Linked DNA regions of Mus musculus: regions 2, 3, 4, 5 and 6 are each linked to region 1. A link is a contact called in public ChIA-PET and promoter capture Hi-C data. All regions are on one chromosome and are shown on one strand. The core of a region is the stretch at or near the end of the contact, and the rest is flanking DNA. Distances in the headings are between cores, read along the strand shown. Region 1 holds the start of Ube2t (ubiquitin-conjugating enzyme E2T). Region 2 holds the start of Btg2 (BTG anti-proliferation factor 2). Region 3 holds the start of Chit1 (chitinase 1 (chitotriosidase)). Region 4 holds the start of Csrp1 (cysteine and glycine-rich protein 1). Region 5 holds the start of Ppfia4 (protein tyrosine phosphatase, receptor type, f polypeptide (PTPRF), interacting protein (liprin), alpha 4). Region 6 holds the start of Tmem183a (transmembrane protein 183A).

Region 1 (5,154 bases), core at 1,963-4,462:
CCTTAACTAAGTCAATCTAGGTATGTCCTTTACAGACAGGCCCAGAAGTCTGTCTCCTAGATGATTCTATAGCCTATACTTCAGTTGACAATATTAACCATCTCACCCTGTAGTGGTATGAATAGCTTTGGCCTCCACAGGCTCTTGTGTTTGAATGCTTGGCTCTCAGGAAATGGCACTATTAGGTGGTGTGGCTTTGTTGAAGGAAGTGTGTCACTGTGGGAGTGGGTTTTGAGGTCTCCAATGCTTAAGCTCCACCTAGTGTGGAATTCCAGTCTCCTCTTGGCTACCTGCAGAAGACTCTCCCACTGCTGCCTTCGGATCAAGATGTAGAATTCTCGGCTCTTCCAGCACTAAGTCTGCCTGCATGATGATGCCATCAGGATAATGGACTGAACCTCTGAAACTGTAAACCAGCCCCAATGAAATGTTTTCCTTTTATAAGAGTTGGGCTTGGCCAGGCATGGTGGTGCACACCTTTAATCCCAGCACTTGGGAGGCAGAGCCAGGCGAATTTCTGAGTTTGAGGTCAGCCTGGTCTACAGAGTGAATTCCAGGGCAGCCAGGGATACACTGAGGAAACCCTGTCAAAAAAAAAAAAACCCAAAAAACAAAAAAAAAAAAACCCAAATCCGGTCCCATATTCTTCTGCCTCAGCGACAACAACCCCCCAACCCTGTATACTAAAAGTCCATCACGCCCAGTCCTGTTTATTGGTTTCTGACTGTGTTATTGGTTTCTGACATATTATTTATATCCTTTAAAACTGTTGAGTCTTGCTCAGAATGTCCTATGTGTGCTTAAAAAGGGAGACAATCCAGTTGTTAAAATGCTTGATATATATTTTGCAGACCTGAGTTTAATTCAGAAACCACATAAAAAGTGGTGTGAGGGGGGCTGAGAGATGGCTCAGAAGTTAAGAGCACTGACTGCTCTTCTGAAGGTCCTGAGTTCAAATCCCAGCAACCACATGGTGGCTCACAACCATCCATAATGAGATCTGATGCTCTCTTGTGGTGCCTCTGAAGACAGCTACAGTGTACTTACATATAATCAATATAATCAATCAATCTTTGGAGAGAGTGAGGCCAGAGAGAGCTATAATAAATAAATAAATTAAAATAAAAAAGTGGTGTGAGAAGGTGCATGAGTATAATCCCAGCACTTGGTTAGGGGAGAGAGAAGACAAATAACTCTTGTTAACTTGTCCTTTGACCTTCCCACATTTGCTGTACTGTGACACATACACATAATAATAATGAAATAAAAAAATGTATTGATTATATATACAAAAATCTAATTATTAAATGCAAAACAAAATATCTCCTCAGCTACACCCCATTACCCCCCCCCCAAATAAAGGGGAGGACTACTGAAAATTCTATACCAGCCTGGTCTACAAGGCAAATTCTAGACCAGCCAGGGGTACATATAAGATCCTGTCAGAAAAATAAAAATAAAATAAAAATAAGAGGGTGCTGGAGCAGGGCCACTGATTAAGAGCATTTGCTGTTTTTGCAGAGGACCTGGGTTTGATCCCCAACACTCATATGGTGTCTCATAACCATGTATGTGGTGCACATACATGCATGTATGCAAAACATTCATAATACAACATAAAAATAAAATTAACGGGTCCTTTGACTCCCCTTCCATACCAGAGAAAAATCTCAAAATAACTTAATAACTTAATTTACAGTGTTTTGATTCTTAACTCTCTCTGTCTCTCTAAGATAGGGTTTCTTTTTGTAGCCCTAGTTGTCCTGGAACTCAATTTGTAGACCAGGCTGACCTCAAACTTAAAGATTTGCTCGCCTCTGCTGGGATTTAAGCCATGTGCTCAGCCTCTATCGTTTTAAGCCTAATGAAGCCTTGTTATTGGGGGTGGGGTGAGGGAAGCATTGTGTGTGTTGGGTGGGGGGGCAGTATTTGGCTTACACTTCTACATCACAGTATACTGCTGAAGGAAGAAGGCAGGCCAGGAACTTAAACAGGACAGGAACCTGGAGGCAGGAGCTGATGCAGAGGCCACAGAGGGCTGCTGCTTACTGACTTTCTCCCCATGACTTGTTCAGCCAAAGCATTGCTATTTTATACAGAAATCTGAAGGACTATTTTCAGTAAAACGAAACAAAACTCTTGTAAATACAGGGGACTAGAAAAACAGTTCAGCGGGTTAAAGCCCTTGCTGCACAGGCCTGACAACTTGATTCAATCCCAGCAATCCACAGTAGGAGAGAACGCTCTCCTCAAAGTTGTCTTTGGGCAATCAATTACAATAAAACTACCTACAACTGTAAACTGTATCTTTATATAAAATAAGAACATAGTGGAAAGGCATGCTAATCAAATTAGAACGAGGGGGAAAAAGGCAGTTTCTCTCAAAGAAGCCATGAGACTATGATAACAATTGGTATATACAAAGTCTTCTCGGGTGAGAGATGGCTTAGCTGTTAAGAGCACTGGCAGCTCTTCCAGAGGACCCAGATTCAATTCCCAACATCCATCTGACATCTCATAACTAACACCGTCCTGTGCCTCCGAGGGCACCAGGCATACCCGTGGTGTGTATACATACATGCAGACAAACACTCATATACAAGAAAAGTAAATAAAAAATTAAAAAGTCCTTTGGTATAAAAGCCATGTGTTATCATGTATTTTATGAATATAAAGGGTTTTCACAGAGCCGGGGCTTGGGGGCATAGACACTGGAGGCGCCTAGGTAGAAGTCAGTTCCAGGTCAGCCTGGGCTACAGCGACACCTGTCTCACAAACAAAACGAAACCCTCAACCAAACAACCATAACAGAGTTCCTTACACTACGGCTTCAAAAGATATTTTCCTTTTAATTTTTTTTAAACCGGCGTTGTTAGCCTCTTTTCCAGTAACCACTCCCCGCAAACGTAAGCTTTTTACAACTGCACTGACTCTTCGTAAAATTCTTTGTGTCCCAGGCCTGAGGTAAATAAATAATCAATGCACAGAACCTGGGTAGGTGGCAGATGCTGGAGGTAGCCTTGGCGCGCCCAGGGCGGTTCGCTCTCCCCGCCGTGTTCCTCCCAGGGCCGCTCGGGTAGAAACGGGACTCCTTCCCCAGACTCTCCGTGACCTCGGGCTCGTTCCCTCAGGTGGCACTCGCAGCACCCGTCAGCAGCCCCACTTACCGCGGCGCGCCTCTGCTGTGCTCACGCGGAACCGCGGAGACCGTTGGAATGACTCCACCCCCTTCCAGGAGAGGACTGTGATTGGTCCGCAGCAAACCTGGGGGAGGCGCGCGCCCGCCTATTGGCCACCGCTCAGAGCTTGCGTCCGCTCACGCACCGCTCAAATTGGCGCGCGCACGCGTATCCGGAATTCTCAGTTCCCGCTGTGGTCTTGTTTGTAAATCGACTGTGAGCTGGGAAGGCTGGGAAGTCATCTACAGGAGAGGAAAAAAAAAAGGCAACTGGACACGCTTAATCTGGAGAAGTGACTGCTGAGTAGCTGCCTTTATATCTTTGTTGTGGTTCTGTGGAACGGGGTCTCGCGATGCAACCCTTGCTTAGCTTGGAATTTGCTATGTAGCTCAGGCTAGCCTGAGACTCCTGGCACTCCTACGCAGCTTCCCAATGGCTACCAGGTCACCCAGGCTTTAAGCAATGACAGGGGAAACTTTACAACTTCATTTAAGATCAGTAGTCTAAAGATACAAGTTAGCCGAGCACGGTCGCGCAGGCATGTTGAAATAAAAAGGTGAGAATTTGAGACCAGCCTTGGGTACATAGATTTCCTCCAGATGAAAAAAGATTTTTTTTTTTAATTTATAATTCTGGTGAACAAAGCATTCCATCAGGACTCTGAAGAGTAAAGTGGATGGAGTAAATTTCTCCACCACTGGAAATGTTCATATGGAAGCTTCAACCTGTTAGGGGTTAACGCAAGAGATCCTCTGCACTGTGAGGAAGTTAAGGATTTCCCCCTCCCTCTCCCTGAAAACAAGCCCGCTCTTCCTACATACTGTGCCAGCCTTTGATCCCTTTGAGTCACACACCAACCACGGAATAAATGACTTTCAAGCGCTCTTCCACCTCTAGAAAGGTATTTTCTAAGCAACCAAGTGCATGATTATAGCCAAGTCAGCTTTGAGGGCACAGCTGCGAGTGCCAAAAGTGGGTAGTCCTTGGGAGAGAAAGGAAAGCTTAAGACCTGAGACTCAGCAGAACTGGAATTGGTTTCAACTCTGGGAACCCTGGGGGTGGGACCAGAAATCAATCAAGGAATCACCTTTCTCTTTCACTGCTCCTAGCTTTTTGTACAGCTCCATAGCATAGACCTAGCAGTCGGTCTTTCTGAACTTCGAAGCTAATATAATTTTGGCTACCGCGGTGATGTCTGCATTTAGTCCAAACTGATGTTAAGCTACAGCTGGTTCCTCATGGAGGTTTTTATGGTGTGTTTTGTCTTCTGGAGACCCTCAGACTCATTAGGACTCTGACTGACTCTGCTCTGGGCTTCCCCAATTTAGTTGTAGGACTGAGCCAGAGGGTAGATAGTGAATTCTGCAAACTTACAGACTTCTGAACGATAGTCATGCAACAGTCTGACGTGCTTTTCAGTCTGCTGTTGCGGTTCTGTATTCATGGTTAGGATTTCTTTGTTGCAGTGAAGTGTTTTCGCTTACCATTTGGGATTACTGCTTATTTTACTACTGCCATTCATACTATCTAATGATATCTAATCTCCTCAGCATCTTTTCTTGTCCCTACTCCGACAGTGACCGTATTAGTCCTGTCTTGAAATAGAAACTTCCTTGGATGGTTCTTTGAAAAACACAGAGTTAAAAATGTCTCTTAGAAATAGCACAGACCGTAATGAGTTGGATCAAAGGAAAGGAGGGAAAAGACAGAGAGAGAAAGGGTCCCATTCTATCGACACAGTTTCCATTTGTCCACCAGAGGGAGGTATGTTAACTGGTGGGAATAGAGGCCAACAAGAGTGCTCTAAATGTTATTTTTAAACTTTTAATTAATTAATTTAGGGTTTCTTTTTGAGACAGGGTCTCGCGATGCAGCCCTAGTTGGCCAGGAGCTATTTAGACCAGGCCGGCCTCATAGAGATCTGTCTGCCTTTGCCTACCAAGTTCTTGGCTCAAATGTGTGTACCCTAATTTAG
Region 2 (5,154 bases), core at 756-3,255, 880 kb after region 1:
GCCATCCAGGGGTGTGTTTAATGCCAGATTGCTAGAGTCCCAGGGCATTTTGATTCACCCCGAGAAACAGAAGGAAGAACATTCAAAATGAGAGGTGTCCGGGAAATATGAGGCATACAACATAGTAGCCCACTCCCAAGTCCCTTGTAAACTGATGCTGGGCCAGGGGGAGAGGTCCTGCTTGTAAGGCTGAGGCAGGAGGATCCCCAGTTTGTGATGAGCTAAGTGACCACAGGGGTAACATCAGTTCAGCATTGGGAGGATGGCATGTGTTTTCAAGGTGAAGTTTCAGGGATCTGCAGGAGTATGCATTGGCGGCTAAGAGGTAGGAAGGTACTCCGAGTTAAAGACACAGCCATGGTGTGTGAGATAAGGGCCATGTTATAGACAAGTGAATAGTGGGGGAAATTCTGTGACCCAGATGGCAGAGCTGTCGTGATACTGTCTTCTGACAGTGACGAAAGGGACCCTATAGTACAAAGTGGTAGGAACCTACAAAGGTAGGTCGTTTGTAGAAAATGATGAAATGTCTTGCTGGTCAGGCAAATGAGTCCAGGCAACCTGGCAAGGGGGGGAGGGGTTGTCTCAGATGGTTTGAGCAAGGCAAGAGCAAGCAGATGGACACTTTAGAAAAAGACTCTTTCCGGGAAGGTGCTTTGGGCATGGGAGGGGAAGGAACCCACTGAGATTATTTAGGGATGAAGAAGCCAACAGTCTTGGGACCAGGTCTGAGGAAGCAAAAAGAGGGTCTGGGTGCTATAGGGACAGTGATCAGTAGCTTTGTCTGAAAGGGGGAACAGGGAGGGAGGTAGCTTTAGAGGGAGCACTAGACATTTAGAGGGAGGGATAGAGCATGTGGGAAAAGGGACAGAAGTATTGATGGGAAGTCCACTGAAGAAAAACAAGCAGCAAAACAGACAGTGGAGAGAAAAGGGAAGAGGGAAATGGGGTAGGGTGGATACAGAGGATCCAGGTAGGGAAGCTGGTGGCTCAGACCAGGGATACAGGGAGAGAAGCCTGGCTTAGAACTCAGGGAAAACAGGATTTTACACAAGCCATGGCGCTAAATTCAGGCCCCATCCTGTGCAGGGCTCAGAGATGTGGGTGACAAGTTGCCCCACTCAGTAGTCTGCCTAGCTTCCTGGCACCAGTCCCTGAGCCCCTGCGTGTAGACAAGCCAGACCTGAAGCCTTTCCTCTGGGGAGCTAGTGTTTACAAAAGCCTCAGTGCACAAAAAGGAAGGAAAACAATCAGGGAAGAGGGAGGGGCAGGGAACTGATGGAAAACTTTGTACAATTCACACCAGATTACTTAAACACACACACACACACACACACACACACACACACACACACACACACACACACACACACAGACACTGCCATTTAAAGGAAAGTGAGTGCTGGAAAAATAACCCTACGGACAGAAAATACTCTCCTCGACACTCCTCCCACCAAACAGTGAGAGCTGATTACTTTTAGGCAATTACAGAAGAGGAAGAGCAGAATTTGTTGGGGGAGGTGGAATTATTATGGAAGCAAAAAGAATACAATCCCCATTGCTGAAAACACGAGGAACCCGTTTTGATCAGCTGGGGGGATGAGTGGCAGAGATGTTCAGGTAGGGGGGTGAACGGCTCTGTCAGTGTCTGTCAGGAGACATGGGAGAAATAACATCGGCGAGGGCATCCTGGAGGAGGCAGCAGGCAACCTGGGTTTTGGCGCTGTGCAGAGACGACGTCCGGGCATGCCCGGTGTAGCGCGCTTCCTCTGCCCAGGTCCAAGGCCCTCTCCCGCCTGCCTCCCACAGCACGGGAGTCCGGTGCTTGTTCCCAATAATGACGTCAGTGAGCGATGACCTCAGCGCCTGGGAGGCGCGGGCGAGCTGGCGGGCGGGGCGGAGAGGGGCGGGCGCAGGCGGAGGGGAGAGGCGAGACACCGGAGGGGCACGCCCCCATCCGCCAGCGTCGGCCAATGGGCGCCACCGACGGCTCCCCGCCTCCCCGAGTGGTATGAAAGGCGCAGCCCGGGGAAAGTCCGGGCAGAGCCCGAGAGGTGGCCAGACCGTCATCATCGTTCTAATACAGCTACTTCCTCAGCCACCGGTATGAGCCACGGGAAGAGAACCGACATGCTCCCGGAGATCGCCGCCGCCGTGGGTTTCCTCTCCAGTCTCCTGAGGACTCGGGGCTGCGTGAGCGAGCAGAGACTCAAGGTTTTCAGTAGGGCGCTCCAGGACGCACTGACCGGTGAGCACACGTCGGGGTCTTGGAACCACTCGGGCGCGGCCACTTCTTGCCTGGGGTGTCTTTATCACTGTTCTGTGACGGGGACCCCTACGCGAACAACTCCGGGTCTCAGATGTCTTTCTCTAATTAATCTCTGAGGCCACTGATGGTCCTCTGTCCCTTCGGTTAAGTCCCCGTCTCCCAGCCCTCCAGTCCCCGCCTCGCTCCCGAGGCTCCGACCCTCTTCCTTGAGTACATTCTGAGACCCTGACAACACCATGAGAAAAGTCAGTGTGTGTGTGTATTCAGAGTCCGAGCTCACCCTTATCTCCGAATCTTGGAGAACAACAGACCCTCAGGGGATGTGAAGCCAGGCCAAGCTGTGCGACTTTTATGCGCAATTGAACTTTCTAGACAACTCTTGAGTCCTAGCCACTGTTGCTGTATAGTCCTGAGCCTGTCATCATACAGGCCCATTCTGCCGCGTGTTTACCCGCTGCAAGTTGTAATCTGGGCCCCCTTTGTATTTTTTCTTTTTTGGTCCCTCTTCACCATCTGCCACCTATTGTAGTACAGAAAAGAGCCTGGTAGCCTAGCCAACTGCGAGGGCGGGGAGGGGGTGTGTGTGTTATGGAGGCAGGGTGTGAGGGACGGAGGTGGAGGAGTGATAAGCCACCCTTTAGCCTCTGTCCGCAGCTGTTATAACTGGTTGGTTGCCTTGGGCTGCGATAGCCATCTCTCAACATGTTGGCACAGATCTGAGGACCAACAGCTGTTTCATCAAAACAAAACCATTTTTTATCCCCTTACCTTTGCTAAAGATCTCAAAACTCTTCTGATGCGGAAGGGATGAGAGGCCTTGTGACTTGTTGGGCAACCAACAACATTGGCCGCTTACCTACCGGCTTTGAAATTTCAGTGCCTTGGTCGTCAGAGGCCCTGCCGGTTCTTGCTAGCCCTTCCTGCCTTAAACAGGATTGTGCCAAAAATATCCATGACCACCATAGAGCATCTACCTGAAAGCTCTGGGGCTGCTTTCCAGTGTACAAAAACTTGGAAAGGACCCAGGAATCTTTCTAAGTGGCAGGGGGAGTTTAAGGAGAGGCTCTTAAATACTGTCGCTGAGAAGAGGAAGTCTCCTCCCCAGCCCTCTCCCCTCATCCTCCCCTTGTGGTAAACATCAGAGAATGCTTTCTAACGGCGCATCTTCCTCTTGTTTTTTTCCACAGATCATTACAAACACCACTGGTTTCCAGAAAAACCATCCAAAGGTTCTGGCTATCGCTGTATCCGTATCAACCACAAGATGGACCCCATCATCAGCAAGGTGGCCAGCCAGATTGGACTCAGCCAGCCCCAGCTGCACCGGCTGCTGCCCAGTGAGCTGACCCTGTGGGTTGATCCCTATGAAGTGTCTTACCGCATCGGGGAGGATGGCTCCATCTGTGTCCTGTATGAGGAGGCCCCGGTGGCTGCCTCCTATGGGCTCCTCACCTGCAAGAACCAGATGATGCTGGGCAGGAGCAGCCCCTCGAAGAACTATGTGATGGCCGTCTCCAGCTAGATAGGAGCCACCCGACCCTGGCACTCTACTGTTCTCATGCTGCCCTGACAACAGGCCACCGTATACCTCAACCTGGGGAACTGTATTTTTAAAATGAAGAGCTATTTATACATGTTTTTTTTTTTTTTTTTTAAGAAAAGAGGAAAAAAACCAAAAGATTTTTTTTAAAAAAAAAAGAAAAAGAAAAACAATTCTTTAAAGGGAGCTGCTTGGAAGTGGCCTCCCCAGGTGCCTTTGGAGAGAACTGTTCTTGATTGCATCTGTGAGCCAGTGTTTGCCTAGGGGAATGGGTTGGGGATTGGCCTAGCCAAGGTAAAAGGGGATTCTTGGCTGATCCCCCCAGGAGGTGGTGGAAGGGAGCAAGGTTAGCAACTGTGAATGAGAGGGGTCAGGGTCTGCTCTGGGTTACCGTCCCAGCTGGGATGCCTGTATGCCTGGTCCCTCTCTTACTCAGGGGCATTCAAGCCTGATCTTAAATAATACTACATTGCCTAATCTTCTCTTTTGTTTTTCGGCTGAGATCAGGGGCAGACTGAAAGGCCTCTCCTGTCCCTTCTGTTCTAAGCAGTCTCTTGAAGCCGTGTCTCGTTTCTGAGTCTACCCTTGGGGGCCTGAAGAGCTTGCTTCCCAGCCCGGAATCTGTCTAAACATTTTTTGGAGGGTGGGATGTAAGGCAGGCGCGCAAAGACTTTGGGGCTAAGATGGAGAGGACCTGCACAAAACCTTTGCTTTGCTCTGTGCTGCTTTGTATGGGTGGATAGTGAATAATTTAGGGATGATTTGCAATGGAATTTTGGGACCCAAAGAGTATCCAATGGGGGTAGGTCTTTTGGACCCAGTCCTTCCTTTTGGGAACCACACGACAGTCTGAATGCTGCTACCACTATTCCTTTGAGAGGTGGCTCAAAGCTCCAGGGAACTCCAAGTCCTTTCTTACTGCCTTCTCTTCAAGAGCAACCTTCCCCATTTTTTCTTTCCCCTTTCCTGCGGTTGGGTCCTGGAGGGCCCTATTTCCTAGGACAAGCGTTCTCAGTCACTGTGCAATAGTCCCAGGATGCTCTGAGACCGGACCTCCCAGCCCCTCCTGATGCCCTGGTAGGTTTTAGGGACCCATTCTTCCCATTCTTCTAGGGGTTCTGACTGGCTGGTGGGCCTTGCGGAGATCTTCCTGGGCCACAGGGAGGGCACCTGTGCACTGCAGGACTACCTGGTATTCTTGTAGGGCTGCCATGAAGAGTCAAACCTTGGGCACAGCTTTAGCTCCTTGGTGCTCAGAGCACCTGTGGGGGAGGTTACCTCTCTCTCTCTCTTAGTAAAATCCAAATTTATTTGTAGATGTGTGCAATATTTACTGTTCTGGGTT
Region 3 (5,154 bases), core at 1,866-4,365, 850 kb after region 1:
AGAAAGACAGGAACACAGAACACGGCTGGGAGGCACGTGAAGTGCTTGCTTCCAGATCCCGAGACCCACGTAAAGGCAAAGTGCGTGTGACGACTCGCCTGTGATCTCAGTGCTCAGAGGACAGGAAATCCCCAGAACAAGCTGTTGGTCCAAGTGTTTGAAAAGAGACCTTGCATCAGAGTGGCCCACACCTTTAATCCCAGCACTTGGGAGGAGTCAGAGGTAGGTGGATCTGACTTTGGAGGCTAGCCTGGTCTACAGAGAGAGTTCCAGGACAGCCAGAGCTGCACAGTGAAACCCTGGAGAGAGAAAGAGAGAGAGAGAGAGAGAGAGAGAGAGAGAGAGAGAGAGAGAGAGAGAGAGAGAGAGAGAGAGACAACATTCTTGACCCTCTACCCTCCAAATGTATGTGGCCACACATGCTTACACACATGCACATATACATGAAAGGAAGGAAGGGCAGAAGACAGAAAGGTACAAAGGAGCAGAATGGGGCTCAGGAAGGAGCCAAACAAGAAGAGCAGCTCAGCTCTGCCAGAGTTAGCCCAACCCAAGGAACTTTTGAAGCAGCCCCAGGCAGAGATTGCTCACCCGGTGTGAGGTAACTCAGTTTCAGGCTCCCAAGCCAGAGAGCACACGTGTGTGGGGAGGAGGGGCCTTGGGGAGCAGGGGTGACTGAACTGTGAGCAGCGGACCCTTGCAGCAAGAAGGAAAAGGAACAGTGTGGCCAAGAAGGGGGTCTGGTGTGCAAGTGCTACCACACTCAATCTCGGTCTGAACACCGACAGTGCTTCCTTCCACACGCATAGGCACGCCGCAGACTGCCAGTGTCGTATGTCCTTCCATGGCACACAACCTTGTCAGGTAGCAGTCGCAACTGTGTCTTATAAACAAGGACAGCAAGCGTGTAAAGGACGTACTCCAGGCTGGTCTTGAACTCTTAGCTCTTTCAGCTCTCCACTCTGGTTGCTAAAATTCCTGGGGAATAAAGCCTAGATATATTCTAAGCTTCAGATTCTTTGTGGATATTCAGGCCTTCGGGTTTCTCAGGATGCTGCCCCTGGAGGCAAACCCTCTCCCGTTTCAATCTCTCTGACACCATGAGTTACAATCCTGTCTCCAGCAGCTGCTCTTGTAGCTACTTGTGAGACTAGTTAGTCATTTGTTGCCCATGGATATTGAGTTTTCTCTGTCCTCTCTCCATGTTCCCTTACAGACAATACCAGATGCAGTGTTCTTTGTCCCACCGCACAGGCAGGCACAGTGGCCAATTATTGTGGCATCCTACTCAAGTCTCCCTATCCTTTTTCATGTCTTTGTGCTTTTTTTTTTAAAGATTTATTTTATTGTTTTTGTTTGTGAGTCTGTGCGTGGGTGTGTGCCCATATATGTGGGTACCTGTGGAGATCAGAAAAGGGCACTGGATCCCCTAGAGCTAGAGCTACATGCAGCTATGGGCTGCACTGTTGTGGCTGCTGTGAGCTGAACTCTGTTACTCTACATGACATGAGAGCAAGCGTGACTCTCTTAACTGTTGAGCCATCTCCAGCCCCAGGATTTTTAAAACAAACAAGTATATTGATGGTTAAAATGGAGCCTCTTTCTCTGCACCCCCCGGGTATTGGTTATGGAGTGAGTGGGAGTCAGTGCTGTTTCCTGGTTCCTTACAGCCCCACAGTGGCACAGATGGAGGGCTTGGCTGTGCTGCTTGTGGGCAGGAGGGAAGCCCCAGAGAATGACCTCTTTCTAGAGCTACTGTGTACCCATGGCTTCTTTTCCATGGTGTGGTTCCCTGCCTCAACCAGCACAGTAAAGTCCTTGATTCCTGCATGTGACACTCAATTCTAAACCCACCAGCCCCCTGAGACTCTGTGATGATAGCTGTCTGGGCATTGTCTATTAGGTGGACAAGTGAAAGCTCTGGCCACATCGGTTATGATTTATTTTAATTGTCATTTTAGGGCACAGGTCTACTAGTTTGTTTGTTTGTGTCTTAGTTGGGGTTTCCGTTGCTGTGAGGAGACACCATGACCAAGGCAACTCTTATAAAGGCAAACATTTAACTGGGGCTGGCTTACAGTTTTAGAGGTTTAATCCATTATCATCATGGTAGGAAGCATGGCAGCATGTGGGCAGACATAGTGATGGAGAAGGGCCTGAGAGTTCTACATCTTGTTCCAACTGCAGTCAAGAAAGGCATCCTCAGGTCACTTGGGGGAGAGTCTCAAAGTTCACCCCCCACAGTGACACACTTCCTCTACCTCTCCTAAGAGTGCCATTCCTTGCACCAAGCATATCCAAACCACCACATTCTACCCCCTAGCCCCATAAACTTGTTCAAACATATGAGTCTATGGAGGCCATACCCAGATTAACAGAATGCAAAATATATTTAGTCCAACTTCAAAAGTCCCCATAGTCAATAGCAGTCTCAACAAGGTTAACTATCTGTTGTTCAACTGCAAACACACAAGCAATAAGCGTAGCTTGCTGAAAATCACCACTCCCTTAATCTGTTTATCTCCTCAAACACAGGATTTACCTACATCGCACTTCCCGATGCCCATTTTGTATTTTTCCTTTCTAAGCTTGCTACACTTGATCAAAACACTCTTCATGGGAGCGAACCAGAGGACAAAGTCTATGCTGGGCTTTTCTGAGACTTCTTCTGTCAATGCAATTAATCTGATTCTCTTTCTTTGCCTTCGCCTTAGCTTCAAGCAGACTCTTCAGACAAGGGCAAAAAGCAGCCACGTTCTTCAGCATAACTTCATAAGAATGTTCTCCAAGCAACATACTAAAATTCCTCTCCTCTGAAACCCCTTGAGCAAGGTCTGCACCATTCATATCACCCTCCAAACAAAAGCATGGTCAGGCCTATCATAGCAATACCCCAGTCTCTGGTACCAACTTCTGTCTTAGTTAGGGTTTCCACTGCTATGAAGAGACAAGGCAACTCTTATAAAAGCAAGCATTTAGTTGGGGTTGGCTTACAGTTTCAGCGGTTTAATCCATCATCATCATGGTGAGAAGCATGGCACTGTCTAGGCCGACTTGGTGCTGGAGAAGGAGCCGAGAGCTCTACAACTTGTTCCAACTGCAGTCAGGAGAAACTGACATCCTCCGGCCTCTAGGGGGATCTTAAAGGCCACCACTACAGTGACTCACTTCTTCCTACAAGGTCACACCTTCTAGTAATGCCACTCCCTGGGCCAATCCACACTACCACAGTTTGGCTTTGTTTTTATGAGACAAGGGTTCTCTGTGTAACCTTGGTTATTCTCAAACTCTAGCTGAAGACCTGAACTCACAGAGATCTGCCTACCTCTGCTTCCTGAGTGCTGGGATTAAAGAAAAGCCTGTGTCACCACCACCACCCAGCTTTTTTTTTTTTTCCAATTTATTTATTTTTATTTTGTGAGCATTGGTTTTTTGGTCTGCCTGCCTGTCTGAAGATGTCAGATCCTCTGGAACTGGAGTTACAGACAATTGTGAGCTGACATGTGGGCGCTGGGAATTGAACCCAGATCCTCTGGAAGAACAAACATTGCCCGTAACCACTGAGCTAACTCTCCAGCCCCTAACTGCTGCTATTTTTTTTTTAAAGCTTGCTACAAGCCATATGTTGCTACGTCCTGAGTATGCCACCCCATCCAGCTCACGGTTACCATATCTCTTGACTACAGCAAGAGGCCAGGCAGGGTAGCTGACAGGCAGGGCAGCTGACTGACATCATCTAGGCGTGAGTAGGCACACACTATTGTTTGCTCAATAGGAGAAGCACCCAATGGCACAATGATTTCCATCCTTAAGCAGAGATGGCTGTAATGTTTCTCATGCAATAGCTGATGAAGGTACAGAGGAACACAGAGGGACTCAAACCCACATACTATGGTAGGGGAGTGTGGGCATAAGAACCCTCAGACTCAAATCCCCAACACACACACACACACACACACACACACACACACACACACACACACACAGAGCAGCTAGGTAGTTTTAGACTTGTCCTTGACTTCATAGTCATATGGCCAACCGTGTGTGTGGGGGGTGGTGAATCTCAAAGAAACAAACTAAAAAGAAGAAACTGCCCTGATACATTCATTTGCTGCTAATTGGACAAACCCAGTCACATGACCATACCTAAGTGGATGGAAGTCTGGGAAATGTAGTCCTCCAGGGTTTTGTGTGTGTGTGTGTGTGTGTGTGTGTGTGTGTGTGTGTGTGTGGTGGGGAATACTGGAAGATGTATGTATCTTACCATGAGAAGACTGTTAACTGGAGCCTCAGAAGCACAGTACGTACAGTACGTAGTGGAGTCTGGAACATACATACACAACACCCACCTCCACCCACCCACCCACCCTCACTCACCCCCAGCCCCTCTTCTTCCAAACCCAGATAGTCTGGGATGTGCGATGACTTCTCTTGAGCCACCATGACCATTCCCATCGTCATACTCTTACTTTTAACCCCACCAGACTCCCAGAATCAGCTAGAAACTTTTTTTTTTCAGAATATGAAAATTTATTCCTATGTTTCCATTGTCAAATTTTATGATCTTGGCCGTTCTTTCTTGCCTTTGTATAGAGCCAACAGAGAAACATTGGCTACTTTAACCACCTTAAAGCGGACTCCAGGAACATCACCTACAGCATGACCTTTTCGACCAAATCCAGCAACCGGAACTTCATCATTTTCCTCAATGAAGTTCAGGCAGCCATCATTGGGCACGAACGCTGTGATCTTCTTGCCGTTTTTAATGAGCTGCACCCTGACGCGCTTCCTGATGGCAGAATTTGGCTGTTTGACCTCAACCCCTACTTTTTCCAGCACAATTCCCTTTGCATGAGAGGCGCCCCCAAACGGATTGGCCTTCAGGGCTGTGCCCAAGTGGGCTTTCTTGTACTGTCTATCATGCCACTTCTGGTCCTGTCGGTGACTGCGGAGCTTCCGGGCAGTTCGGAGACCACGACACTTGCCCATCTTGCGGGCGCCACGGGCCTAAGAGAAAGCTTTTTTGTTTTTTGTTTTTGTTTGTTTGTTTGTTTTTTTCTAGACAGGGTTTCTCTGTGTAGCCCTGGCTGTCCTGGAACTCACATTGTAGACCAGGCTGGCCTCCAACTCAGAAATCTGCCTGCCTCTGCCTCC
Region 4 (5,154 bases), core at 1,380-3,879, 770 kb before region 1:
GAAAGTGACTCGTGGGACTCCCTGGACCCTCAGCCACCTAGCAGATTGGAAACCTGGAAGTCAGGCAATCTAAAGATGACCCCTTCCACGTTAAACCCATAGAAGCCCTATCTGCTTTTACATATCAAGTCACCACAGAGTGGTCTTCAGTAATGACTCCATTTCCTTAGGTGACCTGGAATGCGGAAGTGTGAAGGAGCAAAGAAAAACCCGCAGGCGGGTTGTGGGAGCAGAAGGCTTGTGTTTGAACAGCTCCTTGGGACCAGTTGCTGTCTTATTCCTTATCACTGCTGAGTGGCTTCATCTGTACCAACAGCCAACGTCAGCCCCTTCCTCAGAATAGACAACACAGGTGGAGGATTGAGCCCCACCTGGCACGCAGCAAGCACAGCACTTGCTTACTATATATAATCGTTTGGAAAGGCCATCGAAATCAGTCTGGTGCCTCTAAGGATTTGCCAATGTGCCTGCTTAATGCCAAACAACTGAATGGGTGGGGTGGGGGCTTTTTGTCGCTAACATCTCTTTGGACTTAATCCATGCCTCCTTCAGGCTTCTAGCAAGTCAACCTTGCCCAGTGAGCCCTGCTTGCATAAATGAACCTTGGGGCTCACCAGAAGACTTCTTCCCCAACTCGCTTTCTCCACCAGGAGACCCACAGTGAATAAAAACCTGTAAACACTGAAGTCATGGAAAAACAGGTTGGTGATTATTTACGACTCCACTCATCCACTCAGTGTTCGATTCTTGACTGGTTGTTGTCTTTTTTTTTTTTTTAAGATATTAGCTCAGGCTAGACTCCAATTTGTGATCCTCCCACCACCATCTCCCAAGTGCCAGATTACAGTCACGTGCCACCATAGCCACCTTCAATCACCCAGTGTTGATTTACCATGGATCGAGTGCAAACATTACCCTCTCAGCCTGCAACTCTGACCCAGGAAGGACTAGACTGGTTCTGGAGTCTGTGAATTACAAAAGACAACACCTGGACCGGTGCTAGGGCAGGCCAGAGGCAGCTTTTTCACATTTTCTCTGCAGGTAATCACAGAGCAGGAGACCTGCCCTTCAGTTTCTCTCCTACAATCTCCCAAATCCCTCGGCATTTGAGCCTTGGGCATGGCTCTCCTCTCTACCTCCTCAGGCCAACACCACACCCTCTGCAGGATAAACTTACTTCCCTGACAGACCGTCCCACCCCGGATATCCTTGCCAAGGCAAAGGGTCTCTCTGTGCAGTGACAAGCTGGATTCTCCAATGAGGCTTAGGCAGTGCCCAGACCAGCCTCTCCCCAACACAGAGGCCTGGCTTCCTAAGCAGAGGCCTGGTGAGAGGATCAGAAGGCAGGGAGGAAGCCCTAGGGCCCAGTCCTGAAGGAAATCCCCAACCTAGCTCAGAGACAACTGTACTAACAGCCCCAGTCCTCTGAGCTTCTGCAGGATGCCAGGGTGTGTGTGTGTGTGTGTGTGTGTGTGTGTGTGTGTGTGTGTGTGTGTGTGTGTAATATGTGCTCCAAAAAGTACTGGCCCAGAAGAAAACTGAGCTGTGTCACTTGTTCGAGGTCATCCGTGTATTAAGTGTCAAATCTGAGTCAAAACTCAGTCTGCTTGCCTTTCAGAAACCCTGTCACCAAGATTCCAGAGTCTCATGATAAATGTCCCACCAAAGGCAAGTGAACCGCTTGCATGCAGTGATGGTGTCCCATTACAGTGTCCTGTCAAGGTGGGGAGGCCCGTCCATTCATGCACCACAGGAGGTAAGAAGTGGGTGGGACAAGTGGGTGGGATGGTCCTGACATCAAGTACTTGCTCCCAGTCTAGACCCTTGCTCTGACGGATCACAGCAGCACATGCAGAATAGACCCAGACCTGTGCCACTTGGATGAAACACCTGTCAGATAGATAACAGCTTGTTGGCTGACACTGCAACTCGCTCTCAGGCCCTTTCTACTCCCCTGCTGGCTCTTTGAGATCTCAGTAGTCCTCACCTGCCACCAAGACTTTCTTTTCCATCTGGTTCTTTCAGGAAAAAAGAAAACTCATACCTGCACTCTGGGGCTACCAAGCCAGATGCACACACACACACACACACACACACACACACACACACACACACTCGCGGGCACTTTCTCTCAGGAAAAGAGAGAGAGGAAAGGGGTGGCACGGATGTCCTCATCCCTCAGCTTTACAATGAGTGTCAGTGGCCCACAGAATCGCTGATTGTTCTGTAGGACCTGCAGGCGGTGGGGGGCAGGGTCACCCTGGGTCTAGAGCACGCGAAAGTCAGCTGCCCTGGAAGCCCCGGGATGGGGAGGGACCCAGAGTTTTCAGGAAAGGGAAACACTGCCGAGCTAACTCTAGCCACTTCCCACCACCTCCCTCTTGGGATCACTCTTCCTACAAACTTTTCTTGCAAGCGACAGGGCTGCGACAGGACCGGAAAAACCAATAGGCGCAGGGTGCGACCCAGGCGCTCCGGCAGTTGCGGGGACCCGAGGCGGACCACCCGGGGTAACACTCACCTGGCAGCTGCTGGGAGGCGCACGGGCGACAGCTCTCAGGGAAGCGGTGACTGGCTGCGCCGGAGTGCGCGCCGTTTTGTTTCCCCCTCCGGAAGGCGTTTCCCGCGCCACGCCAACCAGTAGGCTTTGCACACTGCACCACAACAGGGCTGATGTCACGGAGAAGCTGTCCCCTCCCCCATCCAAAACCTAGGGTCGGGAGCCCGGGCGTGGCTGCCGCCCCAGCCGTGACTTCTCTTTGCACCCTATGGCGATCTCTGGGGGCAAATCTTTACACAGAGGTGAGGGATGGGGTTAAGAGGTTCCTGGTCTGCCATGTGGGAAAGCGGAGACCTAACTGTGAGATCAGACTAAAGATAAACTTGGGCCCCCTAGGGAAGAGAGTGAAGGTCCTTAAATTTTCGGGTTCCGATGGCACAATGTTAAGGGGACTAACTTGCACTCCAGAATAAGACAAGCAAGGCCCCACTTCCTGTGACTTACTTCTGCCAGACAGCTGGCTTTAGGTTCATCAGTAAAAGGGCTATGTGCCACCGAGATGTGATGGGGGATGAGATACTATAACACCCGGGAGCACTTAGCCTAGCTGCCCTCCTCCAGGGGCTCTTGTCCCTCTGCTTTCCCCATCTCCCTGCCACCCACAAGAGATCATTCTACCGCTCCTGAGTGGATCTTCCTCTGGGCTAACCTACAGAATGACAAACACAGTCTCAAGCCACTGAAAACTGCCTCTGGGGTGATTAACAATATGTGTTACTGGGCCCACCTGCTCCCAGTCCGCAGAGCAGCCTGTCCAGAAATCCAATCCTAGAGGTGAACTGATGCCCCTGGGACTTAAAACGGAAGGCCCACTTTCTTTCTTTCCTTCTTTTTAATTTATTCCATGTATGTGGATACATTGTCGCTGTCTTTAGACACACCAGAAGAGGGCATCTGGAAGAGCAGTCTGTGCTCTTAACCACTGAGCCATGTCTCCAGCCCAGCCCATTTTCACTATGGGTACAAACAGCTCCAAGCAAGAAGCACAACACTTTCCTTGGGACCTAACGAAGTGAAGAATCTGCAAGGAAAACTATGTTCCTAGTAACAGGGGCTATGGGTGGGAGTGTTAGAGCCTCAAAGGAGGCCCTCTTCTATTTCATAGGATAATTACTGTTATTTGTTGTGTTCTGTAAAGTTGTTTTTGTTTTTATTTTGTTTGAGACAGAGGCTCACTGTGTATCCCTGGCTGGCCTGGAACTCACTATGTAGACCAGAATGGCCTTGAACTCAGAGTTTTCCCTGTGACGTTAAGATTAAAAGAGCTAGTTCCCACCATCATTATTCTTTACTATTACAAGATCAAAAGGACTTGAGGACTGCCGTCATCACTGCAGGTTGGATCATTATTATCATTGCTGGCTGAATTACATTATTCTCACCAAGCACAGGCAGTGTCAGGAACTAAGCCACACTCAAATTGCAGCATGATGTCACATGCTGTGTGGATTTGCCTGTTTGGACCTCTCCTGCCTGCCACACTTTTCGCAGAGGAGATGCGTGCTATGTTCATTGGGGAACAGTCACATGTGTTAGGCGGCCATCTCAAAAGTATCTCTAGGTACAGCTTGCTATCTCCTTCACTCTTCCAGGGCTCAGACCCTCGTGGGCTTCCTTTAAAGCCCTGGGGCTTGATTCTGTGGCACTAGACTTGCAATCCCAGCTCTTCTGGAAGCTGAGACAAGAACACAAGCTCAAGACCTGCCTGAGCTACAGAGCTATTGAAAGGCCAGTCTGTGGACTTAGCGAAGCCTTGACTCAAAACAAAAAGGGCCAGTGAATTGGCTCAGCAAGTAAGGGAGCTTGCTGTGCAAAACCCACAGGAGAAGGAATGAGCCAACTCCCAAAAGTGACCTCCGCTCACACAGCTGGCTTGTGAATGCCTACCTAACCAACTGCTAACACCACGCACACAAGCACACACACACACACACACACACACACACACACACACACACAGAGAGAGAGAGAGAGAGAGAGAGAGAGTGTGTGTGTGTGAATGAATGAATGAATAAAATTCAAATACAAAATCAAAAGTAAGCCGTGGATATAGCTCAGGGGTAGAACACATGCTAGTATGTATACAGCTTCATCCCCCAGTTCTGACGTCATTCCCCAGTTTTATAAATAAAGAGAGACAAGTCAGGGATAGAGCTGGGTTGTTGAATTTACTCTCTTCCAGGAATAAAGCTAAGCATCTCATGATTCAGAAGATGAGACATTTATCTGGCCTGTTTTTTTGTTTTTGATTTTGTTTTTCTTTCTCCCATAAGTCACGTCTACCCATTTAGCTCAACTCACCATTCAAGAGAGCCCTACTGTCCTGGTAAATTTTGGTTGTCAACGACCCAGAGTTACCTGGGGCGAGGGAACCCAAGTCAAGAATCCTTTCCATCTGACTGGTCTGTGAGTATGTCTGTGGACTTTTCTTCCCTGCTAATAGTTGATTGGTTAGGAAGGTCTAGCCTATCCAGGGCAGCCCAGCTGTATTTTAAAAGATAGCTGAGCCAGGCGTGGTGGTACATACCTTTCATTCCAGTAGAAGCAGATAGGTCTCTGAGTTGGAGGCCAGCCTGGTCTACAGAGTGAGTTCC
Region 5 (5,154 bases), core at 1,005-3,504, 620 kb after region 1:
AGTGGCTTTTCTCTGCCCTGTCCTGTCCTTTGATATCTTTGTTTTTCCTTTTTAAATCATCCTGTGTGCATTCAGGATCCTGGTCTTCATACAGAGATGTTGACACCCTTCTTAGTCACAGTTCTTACTGTCACTGGCATGCTCTGAGAAAAGGATGTGGGTGGGGTTTTGTTTATTTCTTTTGCTAAGAAGAAAGTCTTACTGCTTCCTTTCCCACCTGGATGTGGCAGGAGATGCTCATTAAGACAATGCTCTCCTACTCAAGACCTGGAGTTCATCCTGTAGCGCTGCAGTCCAGCCTCCCTGCCCCACAAAAATAGTCCTTTGGAGACAGGGTCTTGCTGTGTAGCCCAGGCTGGCCTTGCACTTAATCCTCTTACTTTAGCTGCCTGGAGTTGTTGGGTGAGTCACCAGACAGGACAAAGACAGAAAATGTTCTTTAAACATAAAAATATTGTGGGGTGGATACTTTTGTGAGCTAAATTGCTAAATGAGTATGTTGGTTTTTATCTTTCCCCACCCCATGCTATTTAAAGACCATTCTTAAGCATCTGTTTAATGCTGCTGCTGACAGCAGCCGTACCCACACTGAGGGGCATGCTGTCACTGGTTGAACAGATAGTGAGCCTGGGTCAATAAAAAGAACCACCAGAATTTGGGTACTTAATTAACAAAGCAAACAAAAACCCTAGGACAGTAAGCCTCCACAGATCTCTGCAGTCAGAAGCTGCCTAGAGGCAGAAGAAAAGAAGCACAGAGTCTGGAGTTCCCTGAACAAAAGATGCCATGGAGCAGGGGAAGTTGTCCTTGTGGATTGTGTGTCTCCCATTTAGGTTTACCCTGAGTGGGTGAAATAAATGTGGCTTAATTGTTTTCTGGCTCAACTTGTGAGTTTTTATGTCAAACTCCATGGTATGATGATAGATGCTATAGCCTCCCTTTGAAGTTCCTGCTGCCTCTGCTGTGGTCTTAGCACATTGCCAACACTTGGTAAAATGGTTCTTCATGGTTACCATGGCTGCAGTCTCCTCAGCATTGGCTGAGTTGCCTTTTCTGGCATTATTCATGTTTTGTTAATGGAAGGGTGTGAAGAGTCAAGGATTGCCTTTTTGTAAAAACTAGTCCACCTAGAGAACGACTGAAACTTGGTAGGCTCTGGGTTTAAAAACTGACTAATGTTTTTCACTTCTTGATGTATATATTCTTGTTCAGAGTGTCAGACAAATAACAGATTCAGCTCCTCTCAACCCCTATCAGAATTAATTTCCTTGCCATTTTCTAAAGATGAAAGGAAAATTGGATATATTGGGAGAGAGGGAATGAAAGGCTATGTTAACTGACCTCAGCTTCAGCCTTTATAGGACACTGTTGCAAGATGTGTATATATCTGTAACTGCCTATGTGCACATTGTATATAGAACAGTTCACTGCTGCTGGGTGGTGGCAGCACAGGCAGCCTGCAGAAGCAGGTGAATCTAGGAGATGGAGGCCAGCCTGGTCTACATAGTTCCGGAACAGCCAGGGCTGCACAGAAAAACCCTGTCTTAAAAACCTAAAAAGGGAGAAAAAAAAAAAAAAAAAAAAAAAACCAAACCCAAAACAGTTCTTCACACTCATAACAGTGCTTATGGGGTATCTGTGAAGGATTTGAGTAGGCACTGAAATGAAATTTCACAAACCAGATGGAAAAGATACATTAATAGCCACGGGGGCAGGGAAAGGGAACAATTCAGGAAAATCGGTTTAGCTAAAATTTGTCAGAATTTTGGCATTTGAGCATGTTTTCATAGGATGTATGTATCAGACAAACACTTCATTTTGTAGTAACAGCGTTAGGGCAGTCACATGCCCAAAAGCAAGTCACAATTCACTGAGGCACATACTACAATACAAGAGTATCTGGGTTTCCAGTTTCTCCACTTAAAAATATGTGAGCGAGAACAGGTGTGAAGGGCGACAGACGACTGGCCATTTAGGGAACAGACTAGACTTAGGAAGGTGAGTTCAACAGAGGAAAAGAGGGATGTGCTCTGCATTCCAAGTTTTAGGGCCAGAACATCTACCAGATTAAATGCTTGCCCTGCCCTCTCAGGCTCGACCAAGATGGCGCACAGCATCAAAGCAGCGCCCTTGTCACGTGCGAACCAGGGCTGGGGAGCGCCCGGGCGTGGGGGCGTGGCCTCGGGGGATATGGCCAGGCCCCGCCCTTAGGGGTGGGGCCAGGGTATCCGCGGAGGAAGGGGGCGGGTCCTTGAGGCCACGGTACTGGGCGGTGGAGGCTGCAGCTACCTTTGCAGGCTTGCCTCTAGGACGCCTCGCGCTGCCGAGGTCGGGGGCGGCGCCCTGCTACCGCTGGGCCTTCGGCGATTCCACGCAGGTGAGCACCCACAGCCACTCCGCGGGGAAGGATACCCCTTTTCCCAGCTCCAGCTCCCCTGAACAGTTTGAGGAGGAGTCTCTGTTAGTGCGCCTTGGGAAACAGCCTCTTCTGGTCTGGATGTATCTCTGCGGGGCGCGGAATTCGTTGCCCCTCGCCTTTGCTGTGCCCTGTGCCCTTGGGGATGAGGATGGGGGTCGATGCCCGTTTTGCAGGGAGGGCGTGGAGTTCGCCCTCAGCTCCATCCTCTCTCTGGGAGGGGGCAGCCGGGTGGACTGCGCCCCCTCATCCTCTCCAGGAGAGTCAGAGCAAAAGCGCCTCTGGGCTTGGGGGCCAACTCTGCTTCTTTGGGCGAGCGCTGGTGAGAGGCTGAAGTCTTCGATCTTCCCGGGGGTCTTCCTCCTTCCCGCATGCCTCTTTTCGCCCTTGGTTACTATCGCCAGCTCTGCATTCCTTCAACTGTCAGGCTGTACCAGAGATGCCCCCATCTCCGCAGTGCTGGGGCGGTGGGGTGGAAGGAATGGCCAGCCGAGGGCCTGGTTGGGGGTGGGGATGAGGGTGGGCGCAACAGGAAAAGAGGTTCGTAATAGAGATTACTGAACTGGGGTGGGGGTGGGAATGATAGGGTTGATTAGTGAACACAGTAGGGGTATTTCCCAGCACGGGTGTTGAGGGTTTTATGATTGGTAGGAAGGGAGGTTGGCCTGGAGGACTTGGAAATATGTTGTAGGTGGTTTCTCTGAGAAGGAGGAGGGATCTAGCACTAAGTGCCACTAGGTGCTGATGTCACCTTTGAGGAGAGATGTGTTGGAGAGGAGGAGAGTTGAGGCAGCTCCTCAGTACTTGTTCGTGGAGAGCAAGTGGTTAAGGGGGCTGTGCTTAGCCTGATGAGTCCCTCCTGGTGTGAGCTTAAGAAGGCTGTTCCAGGAGCCAGGTTTCAGGGACTCCCTGCAGTCCTTTCCAGACTTGTTGGAATTGGCTCTTAGTACTTTATTCAATATTGAGTAAACATTTATTGGGCACCTACTACATGCCAGACACCATACTAGAGAGATAGATACTTGCCTATCCAAAAGCTGTTAAAGGCCATGGAGCAGGTAGATGGTACCCGAAATAGGCACACATTCCCCTATATACATTTTAGTTATCCTGTTAGTGGAATGGCAGAAACAAAACAAAACAAAAAAGCCAACCGGATCTTAACCCACAGAATCCACACCTCTGTTAACTGGCCAGATAGTCTTTAGTAAAAATGACAGCTTGAATGGTTTATATTGGCTATTTTCTTAGATTTGGGGCTAAGATTTGAGGAGGCTTCTCAAGATAAATGATGTCCCAAAGTAATGAGACGAGGGATAGCACATTGGGTTGGGGGGCTTTGGGGGCCCTAGACACTGTGCAGTGAAGACACCCTCTCCAGAAATGAGTGGCTGCAGGAGCGTGGTGTGAGGGGAGTTTTCATCGGATGCTTTGGGCCTGTGCCGTTGGGCATGTCATGTTGAGCATGTATATGATGTCAGTATATGAGCTCTGTCCCAGCAGCTGGCCTGTGAAGGAAGGATTGGAGGAACGGAGTAGGGCCGGCAGTCAGGCTCGTGGGTCCTCTCTGAGTGATGACTGAAACCTTAGAATTGGAAAGAGTGAGGAGGATTTGCTGTGGGTCCTTTCTGAGCCTCTGAGGATAGCAGAGCAAGAGCTGGGGAGAGGGTGATTAGTTGGACTGTGCTGCTGATGAGGCAGGGGTGAAGCTCAGGAGGGCCAGGGGACTGGGTGCCAACGGGGTTTTAAGGTGCAGGGAAGTTAACTGAGGCTTTGTTACGGCTGAAATGCTCTCCGTGGGCCTCCAAGAGCTGTACTATGTTAAGTTGGTAAAGGATTTGTTCTAAGAACATGGTGGGCTATACTGGCCGAGCAGTATAGAGGTGTGTGTGTACAATACATTCATAGTGTGCATATGTGTGCTTGTGCAAATGTGTGCACTGGGAGTGAGGACTGAGAAAGACTGAGAGAGCAAAACCAGCCCCAGAGTCTGGGTTCCACTTAAGGAATTGGAAGAAATGGAGGGAGGGACTGGGGTCAGAGGGAGAGACAAGTGTGTATTGCAACCACATAAGTCACCATCTGTCCCCTCTCTGGCCTGCTAGCTCACTGACCTATAATTAGCTCTGGAGGGCATACGGTGCTGGCTCACTGGAGTGTGGCACTTTGGGTGTCCAGCAGAGTCAAGAACACACAGAGAGGCTGTGGTCCTATGCTGAGGACCATGTCCCAGGACCACGACCCCTGTGAATTCTCCAGTCTGAGAAGGGCTCTCTGTATTATTGAAGAGGGAAGGGGCCCTAAGGACCTGAGGACGTTAATAAGGTAGAGTTAGCTGGTGAGGCAGGCAGCAGTGGGACAAGGGGCTCTAAGAGAGGGTTACATGAGACTTGAGGCCACCAGACCCTAAGGATCCACTTTTATCCACCCCTGGCTGCTGCCTCCCTCACAACACAAGCATGGTTGCAACCTGGCTTAGTACTCCAACTGCGGACAGGCCAAGGCTGTCACATGGGGTCTTCCTTCCCATCTTTTCTAGCTGTCCCAGAAGACAGTTCTAGCACAGGGCAGCTGCATGCCTGAGAGAGTTAGGGACTGAGAGGCCTTGGCTCAGGGTCACTTTTTCTGAGAGTTTCAGGTGTTTGTACTCCAGATGGTGCTTAGCATGGACCCCAGTGTAGAGCAGAGGCTGGTCAAACCCAGCTCTGTATTGCCCTGAAACAAGTCTCAGTATGACT
Region 6 (5,154 bases), core at 1,198-3,697, 600 kb after region 1:
ATGTGATCATTTGATAATCCTGTCAAGCAGGCCAAACTTTTTAGGTAAAGGCTTAATTTACATATAATAAGTAGCTAGACCTTGTATTTTCAGTTCTGAGGCTCAAACCCAGGGTCATATGCTAAGCAAGTGCTCTACCATTGAGTCTCCTGAACCAGCCCTTGGCTTTTTGAGACAAGGTCTCATCCAGACTGACCTTAAGCTCATGACCTTCTGCCTCTGCTTCAGAAATGCTGGGCTTACAAATGTGTACTACACCTATAGATTTTTACCCACGCAAGCTTAACTTCACATTCTATACTCTGTTTAAATGTATTTTTACTTTTGAGAAAGCTCTTGTTAAGTTCTAGCTTGAGACTTGCTGTGGTAGGTCAGGTTTCCTCAAACTCACAGATGTCCCTTGCCTCTGCCTGCTGAGGGCTAGGATTGAAGGCCTGTGCCACCACTCCTGGCTATATGCTTTCTCTTGAAAAGTAGGACGCTGAAGAGAACAACCTGTACTTCTTTTCATTTTCATGTTACTGGATTGTCTCCAATAGGATGTTGCACTGACCAAAGATTCCATAAAAACCAGGATAGGCTTTAAAGAAAGGCTCTTAAAACAAACACACACGATAATATTTACTATTAGCACAAAGTAAAGTTACAATGTAATGCAGGAGTATAGTGGACATATTAATTCTTTCACTATTCACATATTGTCCTTACATTTCCCACTTGTTTGAGAAAGACCAATTTCTCCCGTTAGTTAGGTTAAATAACTTCTATTTAAATACAATGGTAAATTAGGTAACTTTTCTGTTTATCTTTTGAGAAAGAACCTGTAAAATTGGGTCTGATCATTAATGCAACCAATTGAAAGTTCGTTGCTCAAGTGTGTGTGTGTGTGTGTGTGTGTGTGTGTGTGTGTGTGTGCGCTGGCCAGTGAGCCCTAGGGAATAGCCTGTGCCCACATCCCCAGTGAGTCCCCATCGCCACCATTCTAACCCCACAACTCTTGACTTTTATGTGGAGGTTGAGAGATGATAAAGTCTTGCCAAGCATTTTTTTTTTTTTTTTTGGCAAGCACTTTCTAGAGTAAGCATTTCCTAGGCCTCCACTTGTTACTTTTTATTGAAATGAGGAATAAAAGACGTATGGGTTCTTTGTTCCTCTAAATTGGCTAAATACTCCAAGAAATCTTGTTTAAGATTTTTTTCAATCAAAATTTGAAAGAGAAATTTTTTTGGTGTAACTAGCATGTTTTTCATTCCAAAGGATTAAAATGAGAGAACATTTCAGCTAAAATCCTTATGTTTTTAAAGCAGTTAGTGGTTTATTAATAGGGCCTGAGTCTCTTGCATCTTTGATTCCCTTTGGACTCCTGGGTGTGAGTATTAAAGAGTGTCACATGAGCAGAGATCTACATGCATGAAAGCCTCATTAAATTTTTACTGGTAACGTGAGATGAGAAGGCTCTGTGCTGACCAGCTGTATTTTGAACTCAACTACAGACATTAATTATGTATACATGGAAAATTATTTAGAACAATTATAGGCTGTTAGACCTTTGCTTCCTGTTATAATTCTAGATAAATTAGAGCATGATTATAACCAATTATGTTGTTTCAGTTATCATTCCCAAGTGATCCAAGCCTTATTCTATGATCCCTGGTGGTAGACTGTTTCATAATTCTAGTAAGTTATGTGGTTTGCTCTTTATGAACTTCTGTGCACAGTACTAGGTAGAATAAAATGGAGACCCCTTTGAGGTGTCTTATAGGGCACTCTCTGAGTAGATCTAGCCAGTTGGGTTGCCTGGGTCAAAAGGACTGTTTCTTAAGCCAGGGACTGTTAACACTTTGGGAGCTGAAAGGGAATTAGAAGAAAAAAAGACACAACACGGGACTTCTCTTTTAATACAAAGGAATTATATGTTCTCATCTATCCTTCTAGAATTTGCTCGGATGATGGTGATGGGAAACCTTTTAAGAATCTCTTCTACTTTGAGAATTCAGACATTTACTCATTTTTCAGGCAGCATCTCTTGTAGCCCAGCTGGCTACGAACCGAGGATGACTCTCACCTTCTGATCCTTTCTCTGTGTTGGGATTACAGGAGTTAGCCACTGATCTGCAGAGAGAATTTCAAAGCCTTTGTAAGCAAAATTATAGCGACCGCTTTGATATTTACGTTCAGGTTACTTGACGTAAGTGGGAAAGAGAGAATGACGAAAACAAGATATATGCAATCTAGATGCTGAAGTGGACCACGATGTAAATTATTAGTTCTAAAGAACGCGGTCTGGAGGACCAAACGCCCCAGAGAAGACGGTGATGAAGACGGTGACAACGCACTCCCCGTCCTACAGCCCGCTCCGCTTTGGGAACCTGGCCTCCGCTGCGGCTGAGGGCGCCGGGTGATGACGTCACCGGGCCCCGGAGGCGATTGGCTCCCCGAGAGGGGCGTCGGCAATCAACGGGACCCAGAGCCCTCGCCGAAGTCCTCGCGATAGCCGCGGCCTCGGTGCGGGGATGGCCGCAGAGCCGGGTGGAGGTGCTCTGCGGCTCCGGGAGCCGGCTCTCGGGGCCGAGACATGGCCCGGGGCTCCGGCCAGCTAGGCGGGCCTCATCGGGACACCGTCACCATGCCCAAGAGAGGAAAGCGGCTCAAGTTCCGGGCCCACGACGCCTGCTCGGGCCGAGGTGGGCGAGGGGCGGGGCCGGGCTGGGCGGCCAAGGCGGGCTGGGCGGCCGGGGCGGGCGCGGCGGGACCCGGCGGGGAGCGGTGGCGGAGACTTTGCCTCGAGTCTGAGGAGGCCTTGGCGCTTTGCTCTGTTTCAGTGACCGTGGCGGACTATGCCAACTCGGATCCGGCGGTGGTGAGGTCTGGACGGGTCAAGAAAGCCGTGGCCAACGCTATTCAGCAGGAAGGTAGGCTTTCGTGGGTCTTTTTAGGCCCAAGCTTTTAAGAGACAGCATTGGGTGTTGTATTTACCTGGAATTGCGTCCCGGTGTTTTTTCTACTGACCTTTGGGTCATGAACGTGTTTGCTCTTCCCACTGTTTACTTTCTCGTTTCGTATCCTGGATGGGATGGGTGTGTGTAGCCAGGATCAGCAGGTTCCGGAGCCGAAATGGTTTTGTTTCCTCTTTGAGTTAAAACCAACTTTGTGACCAGCTGCGGTGGGCATTCCTTTAATCTCAGCATTGGGGAGGCAGAGACAGGTGGATCTCTGTGAGTTTAAGGCTAGCCTGGTTTACCTAGCAAGTGTGAGGTCCTGTCTCAGAAGAACCACCAAACCAAAACAAGAACAAAATCCCACACAACTTTTTGTACTCGTTAATTTCCACTGCCACTCCTTGATACCAGTCCCCCCCCCCTTTTTTTTTTTGGTAGTTTGTGCATATTTTACCATGCAGTTGACTTCCATTTCTTTGGCATATTGGGTTTTTTGTTTTTTTTTTTGTTATGTTTGTCTTGCTTTCAAGATTTTTGCAGATGGGACCAAGTGCGTTTCATTCTCTCCTTGTTTCCTCCTAGTAAAATCTCTTTGTGGCTTGGAAGCGTCCCAGGTTCCTGCCGAGGAGGCTCTTTCCGGGGTGGGTGAGCCATGTGACATCCTGGACAGCAGTGATGAGATGGATGCCCAGGAAGAAAGCACTCAGGAAAGATCAGTCTCCAGAAAAAAGAAGAGCAAGAGACATAAAGGTACGGGTTGCTTTCCTGAGCACTGAGCTCTGTCTGTGGTGATGGATGCTGTCGCTCTTCAATGTGAGGGGAGATCTACAAGGAACTAGTGATTGTCGGTGATAACCTTTTTTTTTTTTTTTTAAAGATTTATTTAGTCTGTGTGAGTACACCATTGCTGTCTTCAGACACACCAGAAGAGGTCATCAGATCCCATTACAGATGATTGTGAGCCACCATGTGGTTGCTGGGAATTGAACTCAGGACCTCTGGAAGAGCAATCAGTGCTCTTAATTGCTGAGCTTTCTCTCCAGCCCCATAACCTTCTTTTCCATGATACAAAAATTAACAGCAACATTAGTTACACTTTTTAAAATTCTGTTAGGGATGTATACATACATATTATATGTGTGTGCGTGTGTGTACACATTTTCCAGAAAATTTCCGACTTAACGTTTTAAGTTTTGTTTATTTACTTTTTTTTTTTTTTTTTGAGGAACTGAATATGAGTGTCTGCATGTATGTGTGTGCTTCACTTGTATGCCTGGCACCCTCAGGTCAGAAGGGGTCGTTAGATCTGTCACTGGAGCTGTGAGTTGGATGGTTGGATGGATGGTTGTGAACTCTGATTTGGGTTCTGAGACCCACCACACCCAGGTCTTTTGCAAGGGCAACAACTTCTAAACCATCTTGGCTTTTCAAGACAATATTCTCTTCTCTTCGCTTCTTTTCTTTCCTTCTCCTTTCTTTTCTTTCTTTCTTCTTTTTTTTTTTTTTTTTCCTTGAGATAGGGTTTCTTCATGTAACAGCCCTGGCTATCCTGGAACTGCTTTGTAGACCAGTCTGGTTTGTAGGTCTCAAATCCACGGAGATATGCCTGCCTTTGCCTCCCAGATGCTGGGTCTTAAGATATAACGTACTTTTTCTGGTCTAATTTCTTTCATATGGCTTAAAAGTATTTAAGGTTCATCCATATGGCATGTGTACCAGCTTTTATTGCCTTTTACTTGACTACTTTGTGTTATGACTTCAGGGATAAGTCTTGCCTGGGTAAATGCTTTCATTTCTAGTAGGTAATGAGTGCATGAAATTTCTGGATTGTATGGCAATCTGTGTGTAAGTTTTTGAGGAATCAGTGAAGTGGCTGTGCCATTTGGTGTTTCTAACAGTAGCATAGGAACATTTTTCCCTCCGAGACAGGGTTTCTCTGTGTAGCCCTGGTTGTGCTAGAACTGACCAGGCTGGCCTTGAACTCAGGGATCTGCCTGCCTCTGCCTCCTGAGTTCTAGGATTAAAGGAGTGTGTCACTATGCCTGGCTTTTCTTTGCTTCTTCATTTTAAATTAAAATATTGCATTATAAGACTCCCTTCACATAGTCAGGATCTAATCACTTACTAGACAAGTGATTTGTGGCATGTACACTCTTGAACATCATTTCTCTTTTATTTTGCTTTATTTTCTCTCTATTAAGGTACATCTACTTTG

The links. Promoter capture Hi-C pulls out the DNA fragments that hold promoters and counts their contacts. ChIA-PET counts read pairs in DNA pulled down with a chosen protein or histone mark. Capture Hi-C pulls out chosen DNA fragments and counts their contacts.
Region 2: a contact with region 1 is called in an RNA polymerase II ChIA-PET map of memory CD8 T cells, with 26 read pairs. The contact joins the promoter of Btg2 here to the promoter of Ube2t in region 1. A contact is called at or near these places in 3 of 39 promoter capture datasets (embryonic stem cells, erythroid cells and pre-B cells) and 1 of 115 datasets of contacts at active chromatin or transcription factors (memory CD8 T cells).
Region 3: a contact with region 1 is called in a promoter capture Hi-C map of erythroid cells, with 5 times the contacts expected there. The contact joins the promoter of Chit1 here to the promoter of Ube2t in region 1. A contact is called at or near these places in 1 of 39 promoter capture datasets (erythroid cells) and 1 of 115 datasets of contacts at active chromatin or transcription factors (bone marrow-derived macrophages).
Region 4: a promoter capture Hi-C map of liver shows a contact between it and region 1, with 2.1 times the contacts expected there. The contact joins the promoter of Csrp1 here to the promoter of Ube2t in region 1. A contact is called at or near these places in 1 of 115 datasets of contacts at active chromatin or transcription factors (bone marrow-derived macrophages) and 1 of 9 other capture datasets (liver).
Region 5: a promoter capture Hi-C map of embryonic stem cells shows a contact between it and region 1, with 4 times the contacts expected there. The contact joins the promoter of Ppfia4 here to the promoter of Ube2t in region 1. A contact is called at or near these places in 2 of 39 promoter capture datasets (cranial neural crest and embryonic stem cells) and 3 of 484 Hi-C or Micro-C datasets (CD4 T cells and embryonic stem cells).
Region 6: a contact with region 1 is called in a promoter capture Hi-C map of pre-B cells, with 5 times the contacts expected there. The contact joins the promoter of Tmem183a here to the promoter of Ube2t in region 1. A contact is called at or near these places in 14 of 39 promoter capture datasets (the 3T3-L1 cell line, the C10 cell line, the HPC-7 cell line and 9 more), 5 of 484 Hi-C or Micro-C datasets (CD4 T cells, the G1E-ER4 cell line, the HPC-7 cell line and 2 more), 4 of 115 datasets of contacts at active chromatin or transcription factors (embryonic stem cells, memory CD8 T cells and stem cell-derived neural progenitor cells) and 2 of 9 other capture datasets (adipose tissue and embryonic stem cells).

What each region holds. Positions count from the first base shown.
Region 1 is chr1:134,960,623-134,965,776 of GRCm38.p6, reverse strand. Ube2t (ubiquitin-conjugating enzyme E2T) reads right to left here and starts at 3,212. Exons shown (of 7, transcript NM_026024.3): 1 at 2,991-3,212.
Region 2 is chr1:134,076,006-134,081,159 of GRCm38.p6, reverse strand. It overlaps Btg2 (BTG anti-proliferation factor 2), which reads left to right and starts at 2,005. Exons shown (of 2, transcript NM_007570.2): 1 at 2,005-2,248; 2 at 3,457-5,154. The coding sequence starts at 2,107. The coding sequence ends at 3,791.
Region 3 is chr1:134,109,203-134,114,356 of GRCm38.p6, reverse strand. Chit1 (chitinase 1 (chitotriosidase)) reads right to left here and starts at 3,115. Exons shown (of 12, transcript NM_001284525.1): 1 at 2,995-3,115. It also overlaps the pseudogene Gm8618.
Region 4 is chr1:135,726,642-135,731,795 of GRCm38.p6, reverse strand. Csrp1 (cysteine and glycine-rich protein 1) reads right to left here and starts at 2,629. Exons shown (of 6, transcript NM_007791.6): 1 at 2,522-2,629.
Region 5 is chr1:134,341,816-134,346,969 of GRCm38.p6, reverse strand. It overlaps Ppfia4 (protein tyrosine phosphatase, receptor type, f polypeptide (PTPRF), interacting protein (liprin), alpha 4), which reads left to right and starts at 2,254. Exons shown (of 29, transcript NM_001374777.1): 1 at 2,254-2,377. It overlaps Tmem183a (transmembrane protein 183A), which reads left to right. Exons shown (of 8, transcript NM_020588.2): 8 at 1-873.
Region 6 is chr1:134,359,292-134,364,445 of GRCm38.p6, reverse strand. It overlaps Tmem183a (transmembrane protein 183A), which reads left to right and starts at 2,447. Exons shown (of 8, transcript NM_020588.2): 1 at 2,447-2,684; 2 at 2,823-2,912; 3 at 3,522-3,689. The coding sequence starts at 2,576.